6 separate regions of the Mus musculus genome follow, and all the other regions are linked to region 2. The links are chromatin contacts, called in public HiChIP or PLAC-seq and promoter capture Hi-C maps. All regions are on one chromosome and are shown on one strand. Each heading gives the region's core, a stretch centred on a gene start, on an enhancer-like site or on the middle of the called end of the contact. The rest is flanking DNA. Distances are from core to core; before and after follow the strand shown.

What was found. Promoter capture Hi-C pulls out the DNA fragments that hold promoters and counts their contacts. HiChIP or PLAC-seq counts read pairs in DNA pulled down with a chosen protein or histone mark.
Region 1: a contact with region 2 is called in a promoter capture Hi-C map of liver, with 4 times the contacts expected there. The contact joins the promoter of Gpx3 here to the promoter of Septin8 in region 2. A contact is called at or near these places in 2 of 39 promoter capture datasets (both in liver).
Region 3: an HNF4G HiChIP or PLAC-seq map of pancreatic cancer cells shows a contact between it and region 2. The contact joins the promoter of Nhp2 here to the promoter of Septin8 in region 2.
Region 4: a promoter capture Hi-C map of embryonic stem cells shows a contact between it and region 2, with 2.6 times the contacts expected there. The contact joins the promoter of Vdac1 here to the promoter of Septin8 in region 2. A contact is called at or near these places in 2 of 39 promoter capture datasets (embryonic stem cells and hippocampal neurons) and 3 of 115 datasets of contacts at active chromatin or transcription factors (astrocytes, forebrain and large pre-B cells).
Region 5: an H3K27ac HiChIP or PLAC-seq map of epiblast stem cells shows a contact between it and region 2, with 6 times the contacts expected there. The contact joins the promoter of 9530068E07Rik here to the promoter of Septin8 in region 2. A contact is called at or near these places in 2 of 39 promoter capture datasets (cranial neural crest and hippocampal neurons) and 1 of 115 datasets of contacts at active chromatin or transcription factors (epiblast stem cells).
Region 6: a contact with region 2 is called in a FOXA1 HiChIP or PLAC-seq map of pancreatic cancer cells. The contact joins the promoter of Cdkn2aipnl here to the promoter of Septin8 in region 2.

Annotation. Positions count from the first base shown.
Region 1 is chr11:54,900,760-54,905,002 of GRCm38.p6, reverse strand. It overlaps Gpx3 (glutathione peroxidase 3), which reads right to left and starts at 2,149. Exons shown (of 5, transcript NM_008161.4): 1 at 1,951-2,149. The coding sequence starts at 2,037.
Region 2 is chr11:53,518,068-53,522,475 of GRCm38.p6, reverse strand. It overlaps Septin8 (septin 8), which reads right to left and starts at 2,740. Exons shown (of 10, transcript NM_001347496.1): 1 at 2,437-2,740. The coding sequence starts at 2,466.
Region 3 is chr11:51,618,503-51,622,969 of GRCm38.p6, reverse strand. Nhp2 (NHP2 ribonucleoprotein) reads right to left here and starts at 3,197. Exons shown (of 4, transcript NM_026631.4): 1 at 2,993-3,197; 2 at 2,819-2,888; 3 at 380-485. The coding sequence starts at 3,152.
Region 4 is chr11:52,358,683-52,363,274 of GRCm38.p6, reverse strand. Vdac1 (voltage-dependent anion channel 1) reads right to left here and starts at 2,424. Exons shown (of 9, transcript NM_011694.6): 1 at 2,123-2,424.
Region 5 is chr11:52,394,418-52,398,566 of GRCm38.p6, reverse strand. 9530068E07Rik (RIKEN cDNA 9530068E07 gene) reads right to left here and starts at 2,139. Exons shown (of 3, transcript NM_153117.2): 1 at 1,964-2,139. The coding sequence starts at 2,099.
Region 6 is chr11:51,965,905-51,970,317 of GRCm38.p6, reverse strand. It overlaps Cdkn2aipnl (CDKN2A interacting protein N-terminal like), which reads right to left and starts at 2,687. Exons shown (of 3, transcript NM_029976.3): 1 at 2,361-2,687; 2 at 75-174. The coding sequence starts at 2,599.

The DNA of each region.
Region 1 (4,243 bases), core at 900-3,399, 1.4 Mb before region 2:
ATAATGGCAACTGCCATGCTTTCTATGGGAGGAGAATAGGGCTCATGCTGGGGGCCCAGGCTAGCATAGGTCGGAGGGTGGTCTTGATAAATGAGCCATAGATTATACTCACCAATTGAGTCCCCAACCCCACCCCCACCCCCAGCTTCCTTCCTCTGGGTTCATAGAATCCCATAGCCCTATTCCTCCACCAGGGAGGCCAGAGAAGAGTACTGAAAGGGAACGAGGAACAAAAGGGGTGGGGCTGGGGGGGAATACACTGAGCTAAGCTTCCTGGATGCCTAGGGCTACTACTGGTCCATGTCTTCCCTATTCCATCTTCCTACACCCATTGGTGAGATGTTGGGAGCATGACAGGTCTGAGAGGTTGGAGATGGCAGCTGGACCCAGCTGGGCCTCTGGCAGTGTGTGACCATCCCTCCCCCTTCTCAGGATTCCAGCCTGTCAACTGTAAGATGGAGTGGGATTCAGGTCCACTTAAGGCCTTTCAGCCTTGACGTCAGCCTGTGCTCCCATGATGCTCTCTGCCTTGTGCAGTCAGTCACCTAGAAACCAGTGGTTACTAGGATGCCACGTCAGCAGCTGGTAGTCCACAGCTATGCAAAGCCTTCTGCAGCTGTAACCTGGACCAGACAGAGGCTTTCCCTGTCCTTGCCCCTCCCTTTGAGTGTAGAGGACATCTTTCAGTGGCTTTATCACACTGGGTCTGCACACGTCCCCTCCCTGTTCCCTTGTTCTGAAGTTGGATCCAGGCAAGCAGTTGAATCCCAGAAGCCAGAGCTGTAATGTGTTAACTCCAAGGACCTGGGAGCTCAGATGGGCATGCCTGGGCTGTGAGGAGCCAGAAGCTTCAGCTAGTTATGAGATAAGATAACACCACACCCTAAGACTTTTCTAGACTGCTCTCTCTCTTCCCTCTGAACTCACCCATCTCTCCTTCATTCTATGGACAGCACAAGGCCAGTGTGCTTTCCTGCAGCCTCCTCAGGACAGGATTCAACCCCCAACCCAAGCAGTTCCCACACTAAAGGCACAGGGCTAGTGCCCCCGTCCACCCCCACCCCATCTCCACACCACACCCCCTAATCAATCTCTCTCTCTCTCTCTCTCTCTCTCTCTCTCTCTCGGACATACAAGATCTTAGAAGGAAGACCCTGAGGATTTTAGAAACTCAAAGCTAGAGCCTACCCAGTTTTGTGCCCACGCATGCAAGTGTGCAGGGGTGCATGGTGTGCATGGTGTGTGTGAAGTTGGGGACCACAGTCTCTTTCTTTGGGTTCATGCTTTCTGCATTCTCACCCTAGGGAAGAGGAGAGGCCTACAGAGCCCACCCAGCACAGGCCTGACCAAGAAGATAAGCATGCCGGGGCATCTGCCCTCAGGCTCGCCATTTCTATTCCAGTTCAGGGTACCACAGCTAGACTAGGAGAGATGAAGCTCCAGAAGACTTCCTGGCCTGGGTTGGCTTCTCTAGCTACAGTGTCTGCTCCATGCATGGCAGGCCAGTGAACTGTGAATAGGGAAAGCAACTGCAGGGTTCCATAGCCTTCCAGCCATCCTCTCCAGCTACGCCCTGCTGATGGAGAAACTGAGGCCCAGAAAGGGATGCGCCCCCAAATAAAAATTCTTCCTGTCACAGATCTCTGCCTCCAGCGCCCTGGGATGAGTGAAGAAACCATCGGCCCACCCTCTTCCCCGGCAATTTTTTTTCAGGATTGTGGCCACCAGCGACCCCAAGATGACAGTGGAAGAAAATGTATAAACTCGGGAAAGACTGCCCTCCTGGGTTAGTACTGCCCTCTGAAGCACGCGGGTCTGTGTTGGAAGAGCGCAGAGACCGAGGGTTACAAGTGAGGCTCTCGGTGCCTCTGGGGAAGCAGTGGCTCTCCCAGTCGCGCAGTGGACACCTGGGTGCCATGGACTCTTCTTGAGCTCCGGAGGTTCACTCACCTTAGACTTCTCTTGTCCCCGGCCCGGCGGAACAAACCCGGCCAGGAGCAGGGACAGAAGGCAGGATGCCCGGAGGATCCGGGCCATGGCGGGCTGGGGCGCGTCTTGGGGTGGCCACCGTCCGTCTGAGGTGTCCGAAGCGCTCAGCCACATTTCAAGCCATCCACTGTGGCCAATCCGCAGCCAGGCGGGGGCTTCCTAGCCAATGGCAACGCGGTTAAGATTTAAAGGGCAAGACATACCCGCCCCTTTTTCCTCCTCTCCCCAGACCGGGGCGACGGTGACACAAGCCTAGGAGGAAGAGAAGGGGGCCCGGCTGCCTGGGAAGAACAGGAGATGGGCGCGGCCAAGGTTCTAGACAACACCCAGGACACAGCTTTTTTCCCCAAGCTCTGAAAACCTAGGGCCCCGAGGACTTAACATAGAACCCGTTAGTGCAAATAATAAGCACTGTGTGAGCCAGGTGTAGAGACTCACGCCTGTAATCGCAGAATCCAAAAAGCTGAAACAGGAGGATTGCGTAGGTTCAGTGCAATCTGCAGCCTTAGCTACAGACTGAGACCCTGCGCCAACTGGGAATGTAGCTTAGTGGTACAGCACTTGACCAGCTCGCATGAGGCCATAGGTTTATTCAATCCCCAGCATCAGCAAGCTAGAGGGATCTGTGAACGTGATTTTAAATTCAGCCTTCTCGGTTAGGTTGTGGGTGACAGCTCAGGAGAGTAGGAACCAGAAAATACACCACCACCACCTTTTTTTTAAATTAGCACATAAAAATTATGTGTCTATCTCTGTGGTCTTAAACTCATTATTTCCCTTCTCTGAGCCTCAGTTTCCTCTACTATAATGATGGGATTGGTTAATGAGCTCTAAGGTCTCCCAGGCTCTGACTATGTGATTTGCTTCTAAGCAGTAGGCCTAGTCCAGGAGTCTCTTGAGTGTACACAACAGGTGTTTAAATATTTGTTGAATCAATCATTAAATCATCAGATTTGTTTGTGCTTTCATATAAGGTCAGGCCAGGCATCTCTAGATTGAGAGCTTCCAGGCTTAATCCGGTCTGCAATAGAGGTTTGGTGCATCCTGCCTTGCTACCACAGTGGGCTGGAGAGCTGTTAGGACAGTCTTGGGCTGCACATCAGAACCACTGTGTTGAGCCTCTGCCTTCAGACTCATTGCAGAAGGGATTCGAAGGCCCCTGACCCCAGTCTTGGTTGTGTGAGTCCTAGATTAGGTGGCCTTCTGAAAAGTTCCTGACTCAGAGATGCCTCGAAGTACCATGCTTTTACTATGATTCAGGGAGTTAATGTGACCCGTGGAATTTGAAATTTTCTGCACTCATAAGGCCTGGCTCTATGGTGGGGCTGGTGAGATGGCTCAGCAGGTAAAAGCCCTCACAAGGCTGTGTAATAAAAGGGCTTGCAACTGATGACTTGAGTTTAATCTCCAGAACCAAGGGTGCAAGGAAGGAACGAACTGGTTTCTGAGAGTTGACTTCTAACCTCCAGCACAACAATAATAAATAAATGGATAAACTCATTGTGTTGAAGTAGAAAGAACCTGGAGACCAGGAAGCCCTTATACCATGGAGGCATGTGACTAGCTGACACAGTAGGTTTTTAATTGATATCACTATTCTAAAACCTTAAGTTCCTGAGGCCTAGCAACCTTGCAGTCCTTTATGAAAATTCCTGCAGTAAATTTGTGGCAGATAACCTACCAGAAGACAGTCTCTGGTCCATGTTGTTCTGTTGCCCTTTTTTTCTGTATCCTCTGGGAGTGACCCACTCACAATACTCAGGCTTTGGGTTTTGAATGACTGTGTCCATGAGCAGTGCTTGGTTGCATTGGTTTTGGTTTGGTTTGGTTTGGTTTTGTCAATTTGACACAAACTGGAGTCATCTGGGAAGAAGGAGCCACAGTTGAGGATTGCCTCTATCAGACTGGCCTGTGGGAGCATTTTCTTGATTGATAATTGATGTGGAAGAATCCAGGCCACTATGGGTGGTCTTCATGTGTATAAGAAAGCAAACTGCTGCTTGGATGTAGTGGCACAGCCTTTAATCCCAGCGCTTGGGAGACAGAGGAAAAAGTAAGTACATCTCTGTGAGTTCAAGGCCAGCCTGGTCTACAAAACAAGTTCAGGGACAGCCACAGCTACACAGAAAAACCCTGTTTCAAAACAAACAAGGGAGGGGGGGAGGAAAAAGGAAAGAAAGAAAGCTTTTGCATTCTACACAGAGGAGGCATGAGTCCCAAGGATTCTGCGGTGGCTAAGGAGGCTGAGATTGTG
Region 2 (4,408 bases), core at 1,491-3,990:
AGACAGAGGCAGGTGGATCTCTGTGAGTTCAATGTCAGCCTTGTCTACATAGTGGGTTCCAGGACAGCCAGGACTATGCAGAGCGACCCCGACTCACCTCCATCTCAAAGTACGTTGCTGAGTGAGTTCATTTTAAATTCTAGGCAGCTTGGGTGGTTGAACCCTGGGCTTTCTACACAAGTTAAGTAAGCTCTCCACCCCAAACTACAGCCCAAACCTTTCTGTGTGCTCTTGTAGACTCCAGTCTAAGACAGTTTGCAGGTTATCTGAAGCCCACTTTTGCACAAGCCAGAGGGGCAGTCGACACCTGCCAATTGTGCCGCCAAACCTTGCAGCTGGCAAAATATCCAGCGTGTCTCCAATAAGCCCAAAACTACAGTTAACTGTAAAAAAAAAAAAAAAAAAAAAAAAACACCTCTGTAAGGAATCAGCAAGGCTTAGCACATGATAAGAGAGGAAATTATCTTTCCAGGATGATAAGGAAGGGACGAAAGAGACCAGACTTCTAAATTCCAGCCAAACTCCACCCGACATCTCCACCCAAATTCAGTTCCATCTGAGTCCTCCCAGGAGGCTGACAGCCCAGAGCGCAGAGGGCGGGGAAGGCGTCCATCCCTCTGGCACAACCATCAAGGCCCCAAGATTCCAGCCGTAGCTGAACTTGAGTCCCCGCTCTGTGCTTTGGCTCAGTATGGGGATAATAATGAAGACTTCCCACAGAAGCGATCCATAAGCAAACAGAGGCAAGGTCTTCCCAAGCCCCAGCTGTACAATGTGGACGCTCAGCTGGCCCCCTGATGATACCTCTGGCGACGGTGCGACCAAGGCAAACACATTTTCTGCAGCCATCTCATACCCAGCTGGGTATTTACTGAGTCCTTATCATGTCCTGACACTATCCACACAACTCTATGAGGCAGATACGCTTTTCTCTTACTCTGTAGATGAGAACACGGAGGGTTAAACAGCTTGCAAGAGGTCCCATGACCAACAAGTGGTATCTCTAGGAATCCTCTCGGGCCACTGATGCTGGCTGCTTTACACATACTCTCATCCGGCAAGATCAACTGCTAGACAAACCTCTGACCTCAATACAGAACAGACACACCTTCTGGTCGGCTAAGCACAGAAAACACAGCGTCAGACAGGCACACACACACACACACACACACACACACACACACACACCCCTTTTGGTCTCCATCCACTAGGCAGGTTTATAAGGACTCAGCTGTTTTCCTGCAGTACATAAATTCCATTTTACGTACTGCATTTCACGCCGCGGGAGTGAAGTGGACCTTGGTTTGGCCCAGCCTCTGCATCTGTTACCCATGAAGTCAAACTTACTTAACAGACACACAGCCCCCTCCCCAAGGGGCACAGAACACACCAGTCTACACATTATGAAAGCTCCTGCTTTGTTATGCATATTCGCAAAGACCAACAAATGTATTTTCAGATTAAAGAAGAAATTTGCATATATAAATTCAGATGACAGTATTTATAGCAAAATTACATAAGTCCTGGCTCCCTTATTTAGCCCCAGAACCAATTCGTTATCGGTCACACATTCAGAATTCTCCCTCCCTCCAACAGCCCTGGGCCCTCCTCCACCTCCTCCCTCTCTTCCCCTCCTCCCCTTCCAGTCGACCAGGGCCTCACATGCTGGCAAGAGGACACAGCTTCCTTCACCGTCACAGCCTAGCCTCCCAGACACACCCAAATCCAGCCTTAGACACCAAGAGTGCAGACAACCCCCAAAAGGCCTCCCTCCGCATGCTATAGCCTGGCTCAAGTCCACAGACACCCCCCTTAGGACCACCAAGGGGCGTCAGCCTAGAGAGAGGCAGGTCCAGACTGGGGCCCAAACAAACACTCAATGGTTTGGATCTGGAATCACTTCAGCTCCTGGGAATGGCTGCCGCAGAGCCAGAGCCAACCACTGAGGCCCTGGACCTGTCTGGAGTCGCACCCAGGATCCAGGTTCCCGGGAGGGCAGTGGAGGAGATGAGCAGCGAGCCTGGGTTCTTCCAACCCAAAGTCTGCAACTCCCCTGAGCTCTTTCTGGAATGTGTGTGTGTGCTGGGGGGTAGAAAAATCCCTGGATCCCTGGGGCTCCATCCTCACTCTTTGCACCCAGATAACAGCACCTGCGCGGCAAAGGCAAGTACCCAGAGGTGCAGGAACACCCTGGGAGAGAAGAGTCGGGGGCGTCCGGGATCCTCCCCTCTGGACACGAGTCTTGTCTTCACACCTGCCCCGATCAGCCCAGATCTTGGCTTCTTCCCGCGAAAGAGCTCACATCGCGCGAAGCCCAACACTCTGAGACACCCTCCCGGGGTTAGCTCCCGGGTCCCGGGGTTCGAGGCCCCGCCGCGCGGTGCTGACAGCCCGCCTCGCGCCCCCTCCCGTGCCCCTGCGCGCCACAGGCCTCACCGAGACGCGTTCCAAGTCGGTGGCCGCCATGGCGAGCTGCGCACCGGGCGGGCGGGTTGCGGGGAACGCCGGGGCCGCGGCGGGGATGAGCCGGCTGCGGGACGCGCTCCGCCCGGGCGGCTGCGGCTGAATGGATCCAATATGGCCACTTCCTGGAAACTCCCCTTGGCGGCGGCGGCGGCGGGAGAAGCCGCGGAGCCGGCCCCGCCCCCGCCCGCGGGACCGGCCTCCCTACCCGGCTCGGCCCCAGCACAGCGCACTCCCCGCGGCTGGGACCGACGGGGGTCTCCGCGGCTTGGCAGGAGGTACTAGCTGCGGGTGCTGCTGGGACTTGTAGTCTGTGAGGTGGGGGGCCCGGACTGCCACGTCTGGGGGACCCGGGCCTCTCCGAGGCCTGCTGAGTGTCCCTTGGAAGCCAGATTAGTGCATAGCACAGAGGGGTGCTACGTGTGCCCTGGGAGTTCTGCCTCCAAGCTGACTGTCTCTACAGGAACCTGCAAACGCACTGGGACCACCGATCGGATGGTTCATGCGCTGCAGGTCCGAGAGAGATCCCTCAGCCTCTTCTGCCTGTGCCATAGGTCCCACCTGATGCTCTAAGCTGGAGCTAGGGCGGGAGCCCTGGGCTGGACCGGTGCATCCTGCCAGGCAGCCTTTGGCTCCTTGCGCAATGATGAACCGGAGAAAGATGCAGTTTGGGAAGCGGACTCGACATCTATGCGCAGCATACTGCTAGTGATCCTCACCCTGCTTGTCCCACGAGTTTGGAGTTATGGCATTATGCAGAGAGGAACTTGGTTCTCACAGTACGCACATCTTCGCCAACCATACCACTCAAAAAAAAACCTACACAAACGTCTCAAGAGGCTCCGTAAACTTTTTCAGTGACTACAAGATCTAGCTCGCCCCGTCTTCTTTTCCCTGCCTTTCCCTAAGGTCTCCCTGATAGTAAGGCAAACTTTGCCTCTGTCCCTCCACTACCCACGAATGTGCATCCCACCCCCAATATCTTCTTGAGAAACAACCCTGTCCTCCCCTCAGTGGAAACGTATGCCTGCTGGAGGTATCTGGAGACCACATCTGGACTTGGCACACCCCGTGCTGTGGAACACTTCCTGTCCCCTCCATAGAGTCAGTCTCTCTCTCTCTCTCTCTCTCTCTCTCTCTCTCTCTCTCTCTCTCTGAAGAGAGAAGAAGCTTTTCCCTTCTTTCTTTACAAACCATGTCTTGTCTCCAAGGTACCCAGCTGAAGTATCTTGGAGTTCTTAACAGTGTTTTTATTTTGTTGGATGCTCCACCGTGCTGTTGTTCCTTGTACGTTCTCTGACAAGAAATGTGGCCCCGTGCAGCTCAGTTTGGTAGAGTGCTTGCTCGCTAGCGTGCAGGAAGCCCTGAGTTCTGTCCCCAGCACTGCATAAGCCAGATGTGAGGGGCACATTTATAATCCTAGTATTTGGAAGTTAGAGGCAGGACAGTTCAGAGTTCTAGTCATCCTCCATTATAAAACAAAATGGAGGCCAGTCTGGTGACCCCCCCCCAAAGAAAGAAACAAGACACCCCCCAAACAAACAAGCAAACAAACACCTGGGGTCACAGCACAGTGGTTAGAGTGGGGAGGTGGATTAGTGATGAACTTTCCTGTTTGAATCACATCCCACACCCAGCTTCTTAACCTTACTATGAAAGCTACTCTTCTGATGGCGTGTATCCATGAGCCAGCAAGGTGGCTCAGCGGGTAAAGTTGCTTGCCACCCAATCTGATGGCCTGAGTTCAATCCCTGGGATCTACACAATGGAGAGAACTGGGTCCCTCAAGTCTCTGAAAATGAAGAAAAACAAGCAAGGGGCTTTAAATTGTGATTGGAACCCATTGTTTGCTAGTGTCTCCTCTAGCCCTAATGTCTGACCCCGGGAGTGCATGGGAGAGCATGCGGAGTGCATGGGGAGAGCATGCGGGGTTGAGGATTCCATC
Region 3 (4,467 bases), core at 1,948-4,447, 1.9 Mb after region 2:
AAGCTCTCAAGCCATGGTCCTCCAAGCCAATACTGAATATTCCCACATGGCCTATGAGGGTATCCCTGTAGGCAGGGCAGTACCTCTGTTATATAAAGTCTCTGACACCCTTCACACATGTTCAAATATTCACCTCTGTTATATAAGTCTCTGACACCCTTTACACGTGTTCAAATATTCTTAGCATACAGACGATCCCCATCTTACAGGAAGGAAGCCTGCCAGCCATGTGCTATGTACTTTAGTCCTAGCTGAGATGCCATCTCAAAAAGAAAAACAAGCCACCCAGACCTAAGAATTCCAACACCTGAGATAATTCCTCAAACAGCCTCCCTAGGGCCAAGATGGGAATGGGGCAGGGTGGGCATGCGCTTCTCACCGTCTTAGAGGGGATGTAGACGTAGGGCAAGTTCTGGTCCTCGCACAGAACTGGAAGATGGCAGTACACCTCAATCGGCAATGTATCTCCTGCCAAAACCATGATCCTGCAACAAGAGAAGGCACCATCAGTTCTCCTTTGCTCCGTCTCTTTCCCTTTCAGTTCTAAGAGCTATCTCCAGCCTGGCTGTGAGGGCAGAGTCCAAGAAAATGCCCCACCCCAACCAAGGACCCCCACACTAGCCTTCAACTTCTGAAAGGAGTACAAAGTCATGTTTGGCAAATGCATTCCTCTGGGGACATGGTCTCTACTTGACAGCATGTAAATGCCACCGAATGTGACTAGAGGTGAAGTGCTGGGACAGATGAGGTACAGGAGAAATACCACGAAATAGGAACTCGGCTCTCCTTAGAGTCAGTTATGTTCCAACCAGGAGATGACCCTTGAACAGAGACTTGAGTGCCATGATGATTCCAGAATGGCAGGTGTGGGGACAGAATAAGGCCAAGGGTGGTACTGAAGGGCTGGTTGCCTTCTGCAATAGATAACTAGTGTGTGTGTGTGTGGTGGGGGGGGGGTGTCAGAGAACAAAGCTGAGAGGACTGGCAGGGATCACACCTAAGTGTTTGAGTAACACACAGACTCTGTCCCAAGAGAAAGCTTGCCAGGGCCCTCAACCATGGCTGAGAGCTGTCAGTGTACCAGACCCAGAAGTCCTGAAGATCTGCCCGGTGTAAGGGTGGTAGACATCTGTTTGCATACTCCGTTCCCTTTGGCACAAGGCTGGTCCTTTCCACTTGTTCCTTTGCTGTCCTTCTTTGTGGTCCCTTTCTCCTTGCCTTCCTGACCTATCATGGTGCCAGGGGCCACCTGAAGCTACCAGCCCCCATCTGCCCTACCAAAACATCTGCCTGTAGAATAGCTAAGCAGAGCATGTCCAAGGCATTTTCCATGTCAACTCAGGACGCCTCAGAGGGTAAAGACACTCACTGCCAAGCCTGGCCACCTGAGTTCAATCCCAGGGGCCTGAATGGCAGAAGAGAATCAGCTCTCCAAGTTGTCCGCTGGTGTTCACATGGGTACCAGATGCACATGTGTCCATACACATGCAAGTAGGCACCCACACGTAATAAAAGGTATCTAAAAACCACACTTCAGATGTTTTCACACAAACCTGGCTTTCCTCCACTGTCTGTCTGCAGTCACACACTACAGCCCAAACTAGCATGCAAAGTCATTATATGTCACCGTCTCTCAAATCCCTCAGCTGTAGCTCCTGCCCATCACCTGCCTTGGGCCATAACAGCTTACTAAGTCTGACTTGCCTCTCCTAATTCTTCCCTCGATGTCACGCCTCAGCTTGCACTCTGTTCTGAGAACACTAAACCTACCTTAGAAAGCCCACGAGGGGGAAAAAGAAAACAACAACAACAACAACAACAAACAAAACCGGGCATGGTGGGGCACGCCTTTAATTCCAACACTCCGGAGGCAGAGGCAGGCGGATTTCTGAGTTTGAGGCCAGCCTGGTCTACAAAATGAGTTCCAGGACAGACAGGGCTACACAGAGAAATCCTGTCTCAAAAAAAAAAAAAAAAGAAAGCCCAGGAGGGCTGGAGAGCCGGCATACGGGGATGCATAGCCATTTCTGGGGGTGCATGGCCATTTCTAACTCCAGTCCAAGGAGACCTTACACCTTGCCTTCTGGTTGCCAAGGGCACCAGTGATGCACCAACATATACACGCAGGCAAAACAGTCATACACTTAAAAGGAGTAACCACTTACATTGTGTAAGTGCCACTACACTGCCCTGTCCAAGAGCCTACTCTTCTCAGGATTCCACCCCCTCACCCCAAATAAACCTTCATTCATTCATTCTCTTCCTTTGTTGTTTTGAGACAGGGTCTCTATACATAGTCATGGCTGAAAACTTAAGAGATCTGCCTCTGATGGGATTAAAGGCCTATCACTGGCTTATCATTTTCTCCTTTTGGGAGTTTTGTTTGTTTTGAGACCTGTCCATAGACCACGACGGCCTTGAACTAGCTATACTTCGGAAGCTAGCCCGCATTCTCCCCTGCCCTACTTGGGAAAATGTCTCTCTACATATAGCACGTTGCCTAGAGCCTGAAAAAGTTGTGCCGTTCTACAGAGTGAATGATCAGGACTCTAGTTTACACGGGCTGGATTCCTATTCTCTTCCCTGTCATTTACTGGGAGTTCCATTTACTGGTAGTGAAGGGAGTTGACTGCTAGACTGGTTGGTCAACTTCACCTTTATTGAGTAGGTGGAATTTCTTCTTAACCAGTTAATAAGCCAAACTTAGTGCCGTAGTACTTGTGTACCGTGCACAAGGCCCTAGGTTCAATCCCCGGCACTGGAATATAAAAATAAAAACCACACAAAACTTAAAAACCAGAGGAAGCCGGGTTCTTACCCTTTCTCGCCCTTGTTGACAAATTTCTGAACCTCCTTCACCCCGCGACGAATCTGCTTCTGCTTCACAGCTACAAAGAGAGAGAAGCGTGAGCCGACACCTCGCTCACGAGGCTCGACCCCGGGCCGCCCAAGTCACCGGTCCCGGACCGCGATCGCCACGCGCCCGCCTCACCCTTCTTGATGCACTTGTAGAGCTTGCGCGTCAGGCGGCGGGAAGCCAGGGGCTGCGCGATGGGGTTCAGATTGACCAGCAGCTCTTTGTACGTGCGCTCCTCGCTGCAGCCCTCCGCCTGCGCCTCGGACTCTTCGGGAGCGGCCTTTACTTTGGTCATCTTAGCAACTACAACTCCGTCCCGGCATAGAGGAACCACGCGGCCGCCGCCTCCGACATCACTTCCGGGTTTTCAAGTGGCTCTACCCTGTGACCAATTGGGAAACTAAATATTCTACACCGACCAATCTCTAAGTAGATCTCTAGGGGCGGGATTTTGGATATGGGGGCGGAGTTAAAGGTCAATCTAAGCACGGGATTTGGATTTTCACCGCGGGAATCCCAGGGAGGCCGAATTTAGAACCGGGTTTCCAGAGGGAAAGGGGCGGGGCCTGGGGCCGAGAGGTGGGGCCCAAAGGGAAAGAGGCGGAGCCCAAAGGGAAAGAGGCGGGGCCCGGAGAGATTGAAGAGCGGGTGGAAGGAAAATACACAACGGGATTGTGTCCCCTGAGCTCCTTGTGACCTGCCTTGTGACCTGCTGCTGCTGGTTAGGTAAAGCCTGGCGCACCTGAAAGTTTTTTCATATTTTCTTTTCCCCCTCCTAGATCCTGTTGCACAAACTATAAACCGCACACCTTTGATCCCAGCAGTGGGGAGGCAGGGGCAGGTGGATCAGGTCAGCCTGGTCTACATAGTGACTTCCGCTGGGCAGTAAGGTCAGCCTGGTCTACATAGTGACTTCCGCTGGGCAGTAGTGGTGCATACCTTTACTCTCAGCATTTGGGAGGCAGAGGCAGGAGGAACTCTGAATTCAAGGCTAGCCTGTTCTACAGATCGAGTTTCAGGACAGCCAGGATTACACAGAAACAGTCTCCAAAAAAAAAAAAAAAAAAAACCGCAAAGAAAAAAGAAAAAAAAGAGGCCGGGCAGTGGTGGCGCATGCCTTTAATCCCAGCACTTGGGAGGCAAAGGCAGGTGGATTTATGAGTTCAAAGCCAGCCTGGTCTACAGAGTGAGTTCCAGGACAGCCAGGGCTATACAGAGAAACCCTGTCTTGAATAAAAACCAAAAAACAAAAACCAACCCCCCCCAAACAAACAAAAAAACACAAACAAACAAACAAAAAAACCCACTCCAGTTCCAGGGGATCTGAAATGTCTAATCTGCAAGGGCCTCAGGAGTGCATGTGCTGCACAGATGTGCTTTCAGGCAACACACTCACACACAGGAAATAAATCAATCAAAAGTTCTTAAATGTTAAAAGCAAATCTGAAAAACCAGAAAGGTAGGAAGGAAGGTGACATGTGCTGGATGAAGAGTCCAGCTAGCTAATGAGAACCCTGGAGCAACAGGAAACGGGGACCTCAGCTCTGTGACGTAGAGGGACTGAAGCTGGTAAGGGTGAATATGAAGGAGGATCCTGAGTGCCAGATGCC
Region 4 (4,592 bases), core at 1,175-3,674, 1.2 Mb after region 2:
GTTTCTCATCTCTCATGACTACTGCTGTAGGTGAGTATGTACGATTACAGCTCTTATGACATCTATGACTCGGCTAGGACAGGATAGCTTCTAGAAGTGAGTGAGCTGTCTAGGTCATCTAATGGCTGTTTTAAGATTCCACGATTGAATGTGCACCTACCATGCCTGGGTAGTTAAGAGTGGTATGAAAGAAAAAAAAATGGAGAGAGAGCTCAGGGGTTACAAGTGCTTACTGCTGTGGCTGGAGAGATGGCTCAATGGTTAAGAGCACTGACTGCTCTTCTGAAGGTCCTGAATTCAAATCCCAGCAACCACATGGTGGCTCATAGCCATCCATAATGAGATCTGACGCCCTCTTCTGGAGTGTCTGAAGACAGCTACAGTGTACTTACATAAAATAATAAATAAATCTTAAAAAAAAAAAAAAAAAAAAAAAGAGTGCTTACTGCTGACAGCCAGGGCTATACAGAGAAGCCCTGTCTCAAAAAAACAAAACAAAACAAAAACAAAACAAACAAAAAAGTGCTTACTGCTTTTGCAGAAGACCCAGGTTCGATTCCCAGACCCACATGAGGCATCTCACACCTGCATGTATGTACATAAACTCACATAGGCACAAGCATGCACACATTAAATAGACATTTTTTAAAAATGAATTTACCCCACAGACCTTTCTTAACCACCTAATGTGTGCCAAGTGGTCCCACCCAAGTCCCTGAAGACAAGCCTGAGTTTGGCCCTTCAGTTTTGTCAGTCCCGAGAAAAGCAGGCAGGCCCTCCGCAGTTATGCCTGGCTTGCTAGTAAACAAGCCGGAGTTAAGCCCCTCACCCATATCTCTGGTCAAGGAAAGAGAAGTTTTGGACAGCACACACCTGAGCTAAGCCCACACTCTTCCTGCATTCTGGGTCTGCAGTCAGATTTAGTGCTCCAGCCTGACAGCTGTCAATCTGCAAACTGACAGTGTCTCGTGAATTATTCTCCAATGACTCAATACCTGGTGCTGCACAAATGCTTGCTTCTGACATTAGTAATAATGGCATTAAAATAATACGCCTGTATATTCATGGAGTCCCTTCCTGTACACCATGTGGAATAAAAAATAAAATAAAATAAAAGTCTGTGGAGGATGAGTTCAACCCTCCCCAAAAGCTCCTAGGTCTCCTAGGCAAATGTCAAGGTTTCTAAGGTGTCCTTGTGCATGCCCCAAGGCTTCGTGTTAATCGGATCATTTTATTCTTTCCCCCAAACTCAGTGAAGTGTATATAATTGCTCCTATTTCGCAGATGAGAAGATTGAAGTTTTAAATCTTCCTACCAGTGTGACCTTGGACAAACCGTGTAGAGTTGCGGGCCTCCAATCTGATGTCAGGCCCTGAAAACAGTTTCCAGAATGCACAGTTGCATTTGGCGACACAGAACACGGACTCCGTCCCCGAGGCCAAGGAGGCCAAGCGTATGGCTCCCTATGGGGTCTCGCTCTCAGTCCAGGCCCAGGTCCCTGTTCCTGCGGCCTAAGTCCACTCAGGGCAGCCCGTTCCGCCCGGGAAGACACTGGCATGCGCGGGAGGGACCCGGCGCCACCTACTCCGGGCGTGGGCCGGCTAGGGCGTGTAGGGGCTGGGGGATCCAGGGCATGGCCGTGCCTGGAGTTCGTCCTCTCGGCGGAGGAAGCTGGGTCTGCACAGGCCCTTGGAGCTGGTGGGGAAGGGCTTGGGCCGTGGGAGGGTCTCTACCAGATCCACACCGACGGGATCTAGAGCCAGAGGGCGCCGCCGGGAAGGTCACCTAGACCCGCGGCCCGCCGGGCCTCCACGCGGCCGCCCTTGCCCTTCCGCTCCTCGCATGTTCGAACCGCCCCTGGCTTCCAAATGCAGGTGCTCTGAACGCTCGAGCTAGAATCTGGGAGATCCGCTCTGCGCCCGCCCTCCAGGCCTCCTCTACAAGCCCGCTGCCCCTCCAGGCCCGCAATGATCGTCCCTGGTTCACCCTTCCCGGGGCCAAGCGCTTAGGCCCAGCGCCCTCGCCCGAACCTCCCTCGATCGCCTCCCTGGAGACTTCCCAGGAGCGCGACCCGAGGCCCTGGGGACTCAGGCATAGCCCAGGCCCTCTCCGCTGCGCCTACCTCGGAGGCGGTGACGGCGGGAGCAGCGGCAGCTACGGCGGGGGTTGCGGCGAGGAGGCTGGGAGCGCAGCGAACGGGCCGAGGGCGGAGCGGCGCAGATCGCGGCGGCGCGGACACGCCCCAGCTCTGCGCGCCGGACCCCGAAGCTCCGCCCTCGGCTCCACCCCGGACAGCGCCCAGACCAGTCTCGGGGTCTTCTTCCCACTCGCGAGCCGCGCTCTCGCCCTCTGCGGCTCTGTGATCATGTGTGGCCGCGCGTAAAGGCCTGCGTGCACTCTGGCACGGGGCGATAGGGAGGCGTGGGTCTGACGTGCGTGAGGTGTGTGCGTGCGCGGGGACACGCGGGTCACTGTTGCAGCCTCCAGGCTGCTGGAAGCATTTGGGAAGAGGGGGAGGGGAGCTTCCGGCACACAGAGCGGTGGCCTAGGGACCTCAGCGGATAGTGTCGCCGGAGTCGCCGAGGCTGCAAGTCACTCGGAGGCCCAGTGGGGACACTGGGCTCTGGAAGTGGCGCTGTATAGGTCAGAGCGGCTACTGTCCCCTCTGCTCCAACCTTGATTTCCGGAGCCTGCGACACGCCCGCGTGCGTCAGCGAGTCAGTTGCAAATTAAACTCTCCCGAGAGCCGGCTCCGCACTGTAAAGTTGCGTGCAATCTTCCCTAGTGTCAAAGCCTCTTTCCGCCATTTCCCAAGCATTTAAGAAATTAAAAAAGACAAAGTGGGTTTGTGAGACTGCGGAGTCTCGCTACGTGAGGTCACGCGGGTTCTGGATGTCTGCTTTCCTGCAGTGTAGAGAGGGCGGACACTTTTTCCCAGCCTGGTCTCAGCACGTGGCCTCCTGCCCTGTTGAGCGTGCCACACCAAGACTAACCAAATCAGGTTTGGAGAGTTTGTGAAATCACATGTGAGTGAAGACTTCACACCCTTTGCCTTCTACTAACAGACGTCCGAGGAGAATTCAGGCATTTGGGGTCCAGTAGAGGAGACGCCAGGTGGTTGCTCACAACCTGCTGTAGCTGAACAAGACAGCTGGGCATCCGCAGCCACTCTAGATTGAAAATGCTGTTCCGTGGGCTAAAGGAAGGGAACCAAGAGAGAGAGAGGCCGAGGAGAGGGAATGTAAGGGGGCCTAAGCCCATATCTAGTTAAGACTATGAGGGAAAGCCCTTCGAAATAGAATGTGGGCAAACAGATAGCTCCGTGGTACAGGGCTTGCTTTGCATTAGAAAGAACCTGTTCCCAAGTCTGCAGCTCTATCTACCCGGCAACAAACACCCAGCCCATTCCCGGAGTTAAAGCCAGGCAGGGAAAGCTGCTGAGTCACAGGGGCGTACAGGGAGGCAGAGTCGGAAGGACAAGACCTGGGGACACAAGATTTGTCTCCAAGAATCTTAACACTTGACCCAGAGCCCTGATGCCCAGGGCTGTGTGTCGTGGGTGGGCAGAAAGTCTGGCTTCTCGGAACTTCGCCCTGAGAGTCTTTCTTGGTTTTTTTTTTTGTTTTGTTTTATTTTTTGGGTTTTTTTTTTGTTTTTGTTTTTTGTTTGTTTGTTTGTTTGTTTTTTCCCGAGACAGGGTTTCTCTGTATAGCCTTGGCTGTCCTGGAACTAACACTGTAGACCAGGCCGGCCTCGAACTCAGAAATCCGCCTGCCTCTGCCTCCCAAGTGCTGGGATTAAAGGCGGTGTGCGCCACCTCCGTTCAGCGCCCTGGGAGTCTTGGTTTTAATTTAAAATGAATGGAGATGCAGAGGACTGGTAAGGCACTTACCTAAAACTCAGCGAGTGGCTTGTGTCACTTTTGCTGGGGAGACAGACAGCTATTTGCGGTAGAGAAGGCACAGATGACAGATTAAAGAATTCCACCCAAAGTCTACGTCGGCAAACCAGGGAAAGTGTTTAATTTATTTACAAGGTAACTCAAGGTAACTAAAAAGATCACCCCAAAGGCCCCCAACTAACAAACCTGCATGCATCCCTGGACCAATGCATGACTTATCAGCAGCTCAAGAGTTCCCTCTCCAGCAACTGTTGACTAGAGGGACCTCGTGAGTCCGATAGCTGGACTTCCCAAGCCATGTATGTTTTGGGTTTTGTTTGTTTGTTTGTTTGTTTGTTTTTAACTTTCTAGTGCTGAGGACTGAACCTGACTTTTATGAATCTCTTTCCTTCCAGAAGGGAAGGTTTTAAATCCAAAGAATTAGCCACACAAGAAAGGCAAAGAAAATCAGCCAGAATAGGGAGGAGACCTGGGAGCCCCTGGGATTGAAATCCAAGTGCACCAGAAATGTTATTCATTGATCTTTCTTCCCAGTCACAGCCTGCAGGGAGGGGAAAAGCAAGTCACCTTTTTTTTTTTTTTTTTAAACTGGACTCTGCCCAGCCTCCCCTCTACGGAGTCTGCCAAAGCTGATTGGCCTGAGACAGAAAACCTGATCCAAGCCTGGCCAGTCGGGTTCTTACTTGCAGAT
Region 5 (4,149 bases), core at 890-3,389, 1.1 Mb after region 2:
AGAAAGATGTATTTTTTTTTACAAAGTCAACAACCTTTGGCCACTTCCTAATCTCCTAATGACCCATACTGTCTACTTAAAAAGTCACAACATTGAGTGAATGAGCAGTAAATGCACTCAACCCAACCTCATCCCATCGCGATGCGCACTGCACCCCAGAGAGCATCTCAGCACCTACTGTACTTCCTCAAGGGCTCGGCCCTGAGACCCAGCTGGGCAGAATCCCTCTTCATTGATGAATGCCCACACCCAGCACCAAGGAAGTCAAAAAAAAAAAATTAGAAGGAACACACAAGTCCAGCACAGGGAAATAAGCTAGGACTTTACATGAAACAACAGACGCGATGCTGACCCAGCTGGATGGAAAGAGAACTCAGAACAGCTGATGTCAGACTGCTTGTGCTTAATGGACTTCATGGCCAAGCTTCATCCACAAAGGTATCTATCAATGAGACTGCTCAGACCCCTTGCCTAACTGGTACTACCTCTAGTTTAAAGGTAACATTCAGCCGGGCAGTGGTGGCGCACGCCTTTAATCTCAGCACTTGGGAGGCGGAGGCAGGTGGATTTCTGAGTTCCAGGCCAGCCTTGTCTACAGAGTGAGTTCCAAGACAGGCAGGGCTACACAGAGAAACCGTGTCTCAAATAAATAAATAAAGGTAACATTTAGAGAGAAAGAGAGAGAATGTGTGTGTGTGTGTGTGTGTGTGTGTGTGTGAGACACAAACTTAGGTGCAGTACCCAAAGAAGCCACAGGTGTCAGATTACTCCTAAAGATGCAGTTACAGACTGTTGCTCTAGATGATTAAAGATCAAAATTATGTCTGCATCCACCAGGGAAATCCTCATTACATTCTACCCAAGATATAAGAGCCTTGGAAAACCTAGTCTTTCCTCCCACAGACTCCAAAACCCTCCAGTTAGGGCAGTCAGCTGCCTGCTTTCAGTGCTGCTGAGGAAGGAAACTATGTATGCAACCCAGCACTGTAATAAAGGGACGGGTGATTGGCTGGAGAGTCTCCCTGGGCAAAGAAGGAAGTCAGCCCCAGTTCACATTAAGTTTTCATCTGAAAAAAAAAATCAATAAAGACTTGGGGAGAAAATGATTGCACGCTGGACAGAAAGAAAAATATGACTACTCAACAATGCTCAGTTTCTCCTGCTAAATCTCTGCCTCGGTTTACAGATTTCACTTTCAAGAACGGCTTTAATATCCTGATTTATGCTATAGCATCTGCAAGAAAAGAAAGTTTTTCTCAAATGAGGCGAGAGGGCGTTCGGTAAAACCTCAGCTCAAGGAAGGGCATCTGCCGCAGACACGCTCTCTCCCTTTGTTTCTAAACTCTACTCCTCCTCCAAGGCCCTCAGCCGGTCAGCGTCCCCGGACTCTGCCTCTACACCAAAAGCCCCAGAACTTCTCAGACCTCAGAGATGGAATCCACAAACAGCTCCTCCCCTCTTCCACTCTGGAACAGTCAATCAATTCAGTCCCAACACTGGGTCGCTGTCCCTATCTTTATCTCTGACCTCACCATTTCGAAGGGGAAAACAAAACAAAAACTTGCCTAGCCTTGCTTGTCCCTCTAACCTCAAGCATCTCTCTTAACATCACTCTCCCCAACTCCGACTATCTCTTCGGCCTGTTTCCTATCCAGTCTGCGAGATCTCTGTACTCCCCATTTTGGGGACCTCCCCCCTCCACACCGAGCGCCCTTCCTCCAGGGAGTGTATTCTCAGAGACTCCGTCCACGACACGGGGACTTCCCGTCCCCGCCCACCTACTCGGGTCTCTGAATCTCACAACCCCACTTCTCAGGCCTGGGGAGACCGCACTGGGAGCGCTTCCCAACTCGGGCCCAGCCCTGGGCGCGGGAACTCGGCCGGTGGGAACCACCGTGAGTCGGCGGCGCTCCGTCCCCGTCGGGCCCGACCCGGTCCCTCGCCGTCTCCCTGCGTTCATTACCAGAGCACAGGACGGGCACGAGCAGCAACGCCAGCACCAGAGATCGCGCCAGAGCCCCGAGGCCCCGGGCGCCCGGCCCGGGAGACAGCTTCTCTCGTGCAGCCCCGCACATTCTGCCCAGGGCGGAGGCGGCCATAACGGACTCGGCCCCCGAGCCTGCGCTGTTGCTAGGTTCTGCGAGGTGACGTCAGATACGCGTCCGAAGCGCACTCCCGAAGCAGCTACGTCCCGGCGTGATGACGTTGCATCTCTGAACCCGAAAGGTTAGCGTGGGAGTGTAGAAAAGGGTGCTTAAAAAAAAAAAAAAAAAAAAAGGCGAATGGGACGGATTTATTTTCAACTGGTGGTTTTTTGTTTTGCTCTGTGGTTTATCGTTGTCATCTTTGAGATGTATTTCAGGGGTCATCGCTTAAGAGCACTGGCTGATTCCCCCAGAGCTCCTGGGTTCGATTCCAAGCACCCCTGTATGTGAGGACTCACACCCATCTGTCCCAGGGTATACGGTGCCCTCTTTAGGCATCCTCAAACACTAGACGTATAACTGATGCAGAAACTCATAAGTAAAACAACTACACACAAGTTTAATACACTTAAGAAAGATTATATATATATATATGGAGCTGGAGAGAATGTTCAGCTGTTGAGAGCATTTGCTACTCTTGCAAAGGACTGGGTTTGGTTCCCAGCACTCAGATTAAACAGCTCACAGCCACCTCTAACTCCAGTTCCAGGGGATCTGACTATAAGACCTCTTTTGATCTCCACAGGCATTAGGCATATGGGGTACACAAACATATATGCAAGCAATCATTTCTGAATTAAAACTAGCCAGGTGTGATAGTGCATATCTTTAGTTTCAGCACTCAGGACGCAGAAGCAGGTAAATCTAAGTGAATTCGAGTCCAGCCTGGTCTACAAAGCGATTATAGAACAGCCAGGGCTACACAGAGAAACCCTGTCTCAAAAAATAATAATGATAAAATAAGCATTAAAGAAACAATAAAGAAAGAGTAAAATTGTGTGTAAGTTCAAATGCCCTCCAGTGCCAGAAGAGGGCGTCTACTCCCCTGGAGCTGGAGGTTGCTGTGATTATGAGCCACCCCATGTGGCTCCTGGGAACCACACCCTGGTCCTCTACAAGCACAATTGCTCTAAACTGTTGAATAATTTCTCCAGCACCCTTTTGGTTTTGGTTTTGAAACAAGATCTCAAGTGGCCCAGGCTGGCCTCAAAATTCCTTTTTTTTTTAATTTTATTTTTTAATTAGGTATTTTCTTCATTTACATTTCAAATGCTATCCCAAAAGTCCCCCATATCCCCCCCCACTCCCCTACCCACCCACTCCCACTTCTTGGCCCTGGCGTTCCCCTGTACTGAGGCATATAAAGTTTGCAAGACCAAGGGGCCTCTCTTCCCAATGATGGCCGAGCCGACTAGGCCATCTTATGCTACATATGCAGCTAGAGACACAAGCTCCGGGGGTACTGGTTAGTTCATATTGTTGTTCTACCTATAGGGTTGCAGACCCCTTTAGCTCCTTGGGTACTTTCTCTAGCTCTTCCTTTGGGGGCCCTGTGTTCCATCCAATAGCTGACTGTGAGCATCCACTTCTGTGTTTGCCAGGCACCGGCATTCAAAATCCCTTTCTACCCAGTGGATAACCTTGAACTCCTTCACCTTCACCTCCCACTTGCTGGGTTATATTTTTGTATACTGAGAGGTTTGTTTTACAAAATGTAAAAAGTGATAGACGTATGTCTTTGGAACATTTGAACCTATTCTCAATGCCAGTGTCTCCTTCTGACTTTCTAGCCAATTTCCTTGCTTTTCTTTTATAACACTATCATCCGGTTAAATATTATCCTCTCTTACAGCGCCCCACACACAAAAGCAAGCCTGCCAAGGCCAACTTGACCTTACTTTGTTTATTGATGCACCCTTAACTACGGAGAAGTGTTAAATATTTGATGAAACACTAAAATATAAACCTTGGGAGGCAGAGGCAGGTGGATATCTGAGTTCAAGGGCAGCCTGGTCTACAAAGTGAGTGCCAGGACAGCCAGGGGTACACAGAGAAATGCTTTCTCCCCCTTTCCCTGCCCACACACACAGGAAAAAAGAAAGAAAGAAAGAAAGAAAGAAAGAAAGAAAGAAAGAAAGAAAGAAAAAGAAAGAAGAGAAGTGTG
Region 6 (4,413 bases), core at 1,438-3,937, 1.6 Mb after region 2:
AAGGAGAATACGCACACCAACACAATGCAGTGTAAGCTGGGCCCTTGGTATCTACACTTGCAAATGCCTCTCACCTTTCTCATTAGTTCGCTTCTGGTTGTAAACTGTGGCAGGTCTTCCACTTCAATCCCATCAGCCATTTCCATCACCTTGTCCAGAAGGTCTTTATTATAACTGCACAATAAAAAGCAGTAAGGTAAAAACCTGGGAAGACTCACCTGTCACTACGGGTTAGTAAGAAAGTGTAGTTATTAGACTGTAAATGCTACCCCTAGAATACAGAACCGCTTGGTCACTGGTAAGGTCACACTATGCCATCTGAGGTTTGCCTCAGCCTTCGCTGTAGCTGGAATACAGATGCGTATATATCAAGCTTTGTAAAGACTGATTTGATACTGCAGGGGAGACCATAGGTGCTTAGCATACAAGTTAACAAATAGTTCTTCCTGCCTGTGAGGACAAACTAGGCTTGAGAACAATGCCAATACAGCAGATGTTCCAAGAATTACAAAAACAGAGGCAAGAGACATGGCTCAGCAGCTAAGACAGCACCTGAGACTCTTATAAAGGACCTGGGTTCAGTTTCTACATGGCTGTTAATTTCAGGTCTCAGATATCTGACGCCCTCTTCTGGCCTTGGAGGATACTAGGTACATATTTGTACATAGTCATACACATAAAATAAAAATCTTTTTAAAAATTACAAAAACAGGAGTTTGGAGAGATAATTTAGCAGTTGAGAGCACTTGCTCTCAGAGGACCCAGTTTCAATTCCCAGCATCCACGTCAGGTGGCTCACAACCACCTGCACTTCCATCCCAGGGAATCCAAAGCTGTCTTCTGGCCTCCAACGGCATGAGGCACTCTTACAGTGCAGGCATGTAGACAAAATGCCCATAGGTATAAAATTTAAAATAGGTATAAACAAGCAAACAAAAAGTTAAATTAAAATTACAGAAACAGGAGCACCATATACCTGGTGGTACATATTCATGGATGAGATTTGAGGGCCTAAAAATTGGATTATTTTTAAAACACACAGAACGTTGGTCTCATGAAAATAACACCATTTATCCCTTTTGTTCAGTTCTCCGTCACGTGTCTGAGTTTGGATTCTGTAATCTCAGATTTTAAAGGGCACCGCAGGAAGGAGGATGGGCCTGTGTGTGTGATGGGTGTGTCTAGCTCAGCGTCCCCACATCCGGTTCTGACAAATCATCCCAACATCTGAAACCAAGCCGCTTCAGCACTGGTGATGAGGCTCGTGACTGAGTGCTTATTTTGGATGTGTAAGGGCCTGGGTTTCATCCCTAACACAAAACCCAAAAAGTAAACCAAGCAGTTTGGCCTGGAGGGGGTCCTGTGACCACTACAAAATCAGGTATGAGTGAGGGTCTCCTGTTCTAACACAACCTCACGAAACTCTAGAAGCCTGGAAGAGCCTGGCCATGCATGCCTCTCAGGACGTGGTTGCCTAGGTGGATCAAGTTCTAGGATTGCCTGGGCTACACAGTAAACTGGAGGCCAGTCTCAGTTATAAGGGAAGACTGCCTCAAAAATTAAAAATCACGGGCTGGAGAGATGGCTCAGCGGGTAAGAGCACCCGACTGTTCTTCCGAAGGTCCGGAGTTCAAATCCCAGCAACCACATGGTGGCTCACAACCATCCGTAACAAGATCTGACTCCCTCTTCTGGAGTGTCTGAAGACAGCTACAGTGTACTTACATATAATAAATAAATAAATCTTTAAAAAAAAATTAAAAATCACAAGGGAGTATAAAAACCTGGTGTCATTTCCAGGTGGAATATCTCAAGGCCAGGCTCTTGCCTTCCAGGTGTGATCACAAAGACTGGGGAGGGCGGGGAGTTAGGACAGCAACAAGATAGCATGGGTTACTTTCCTAAGAGGGAAGCCAAGAAGAGAAAGGGGAGAAAAGATTACATCCTGCCTTAGCGTGAAACCCACCAATGGTGAGATACATCACATCCTCTTGCTAGGTGTCTTCATCTAGAGGAAGAGTCTGCACTTTTGTCACGTGGGCGACAGGAGCTAATAGACTTCAAACACACTCTGGAAAGGAAGTCCTCTGGGCTAATAAACAGTAATAACAATGACCATTGCAATTCGGCCGCCTTGGAGCACACCTGCACTGCACGCCCTATCATTCAGCTGCTGTAGTCATCCCAACCACTCATTCACAAGAGAAAAGCGAGGCTCAGAGGAGAGATTTTTTTCCCGAGGGAATGCTAAGAGGGGATCAGTAGGAGGCTGGCGCCAGGTTCAGCGTGGAGCAGTGTATATGCCCAAGCTGAGGATCGACTGATGGGGACAAGGTCAGCCAGCTGTCGGGGGTCCGCACCTGCAACCCAGGAAGAGGTGGTTGGCCCAGACCATGGATAAGGACAGCAGCTGGTCCAGGCGGCCGCCGCCGTCGGGTGGGTCTCGGTAGTCAGGCAGGTGGCGCAGGATGAACTCCATGCGCGCTTTCCATTGCTTCTCGCTCTCCGAGTAGGAACGAAACTGCTCGGCGAAGTCGGCGGCCTGCCGCACGCCGGAAACTAGCTTCTCCACCGCGGCGCTGGCCTCGCCACCCACCATGGCTCCCGCTGCCGCAGCCGCTGCCGCCGCTAAGGATCGCACCAGCCCGCCGCTTTCCCGACACGCCCCGCGCCGCCGCCGCACGGCTAGAGCGACCACGGCTGAGGGCGAGTGCTCTGGAGGACTTATCTGGAGCGCCCTCGCGGGGCACGGAGGTCTAGTGCAACCCAGCGTGTGTGGCAACTGCTGGGGAGCTTGAGGCCCGCCAGCATAGAGCTGGCAGCTAGGTGCCCATTGGGACTCTGCAGTGCCCTTTTTGCCCTGGGTCGTTCACCGGGCATCTGTCTATCCTCAGCCACACCTGAGGTTTGCCCTAAGTTCTGTGGCTGTCCCTTGGGAGTGAGGTCCTCTCTTTTATGGATCCACTGTTATCTCAACATCTTCACTGAGGTTGTGTTCTCCTATCTTGCTGTATTCATCATCCAATCAGTACATACAAGGCATTTTGTTTCGTGCCCAGGATGCCCCACTCTAAAGGACTTTGTGAGGGACCCTCATGGTGGAAGGAGAGAACCAACTCCTGAAAACTGTCCTCTGACTTCTACATGCAAGTTGTGGTACTTTGATGTACACACACACACACACACCAAGCAAGTAAATAAATGTAAAAATATAAAATGTAAGCTTGAGTCAGAAGAAAGCCTAGAACTCAGGACCTCCAGATCTAGTGAAGGTCTTAAGTGGTGAGTGGGCTTCAAGGAAGTTCATTATATACTGTTTACTATTGCAGATCCTTCCCTCCCGCTCCCCCAGGGTCATACACGGCCAAGCTGGCCTACAACTGCTTGCTTGCTCCCTTCTGTGGCTTCTGTGGCAGTGTTAGGATCCCAGCAGGCAGAAATACAATCCAGTCCGCAAATGCCAGAGCAGTGAGGACCAGCACCAAGCTGGGTGCTCTCACCTCAGGAAGACACAGTGCTGACACTACGGCTTGGAACATCTGAACCAAACATGAGAATCCAAAGACAGAAACAGCTTTCCCCCAGCAGTCAGCAAGTTAACTGGATAACAGCGACCAGAGCTGAGTCCCAGGATACAGATGCCATACCCTGACTGATACTGCAGTGGCAGGTTCCCAAGTGAAACCTCAGATACCCAGAGTCAAGGTCCCTGGTAATTCTGATTCTAGCTTCAGCTGATCAGACTCTGAGGACATTTGATGTGCCAGGCACAGTGACAGACACCTTTTGTCCCAGCTACTCCATATGTCAAGGCAGGAGAATTATTTGAGCCTGGAAATTTGCTGCCATCCTTATCACCAGAGAAAGATGCTTGACTCTTAAAAACACTGCGGAGGCTTCAGTGAGCTACATCCTTGGTTCCTTGGTTGTGTACTGCAGTGGTTGGTCTAGAAATGAGAGCATGGGGGCTAGAGAGATGGCTCGGGAGTTAAGATAACTGGCTGCTCTTCCAGAGGATATGGGTTCAGTTCCCAGCACCCTCATTGTGGCTTACAGCCACCCACAACTACAGTTGCTTTGTTTGTTTTGTTGTTGTTGTTTTGTTGTTTTTTAATAACATAGGCCATAAGCCTATGCCTGAGCCTCTCCAGAGCTGGTATTTTAAGTGTGTTCCACCATGCTATTGGATTTTGATATAAATTTTAGCATCTCTTTGTTGACTTCTAGAGAAGCAGACTGTTGATATTTCATACGGGATCATGTTGACTACATAGATTCATTGGAGAATTAACATATCACTAGCGAATCTTCTAGTTTACAAACATGGCAACGACACATCTTTCCATCTAGTCTGGCTTTTTGTGCATGTGCTTTTGTTTTGTTGTTTTATTTACTTAGTTTTTGAGATGGTGT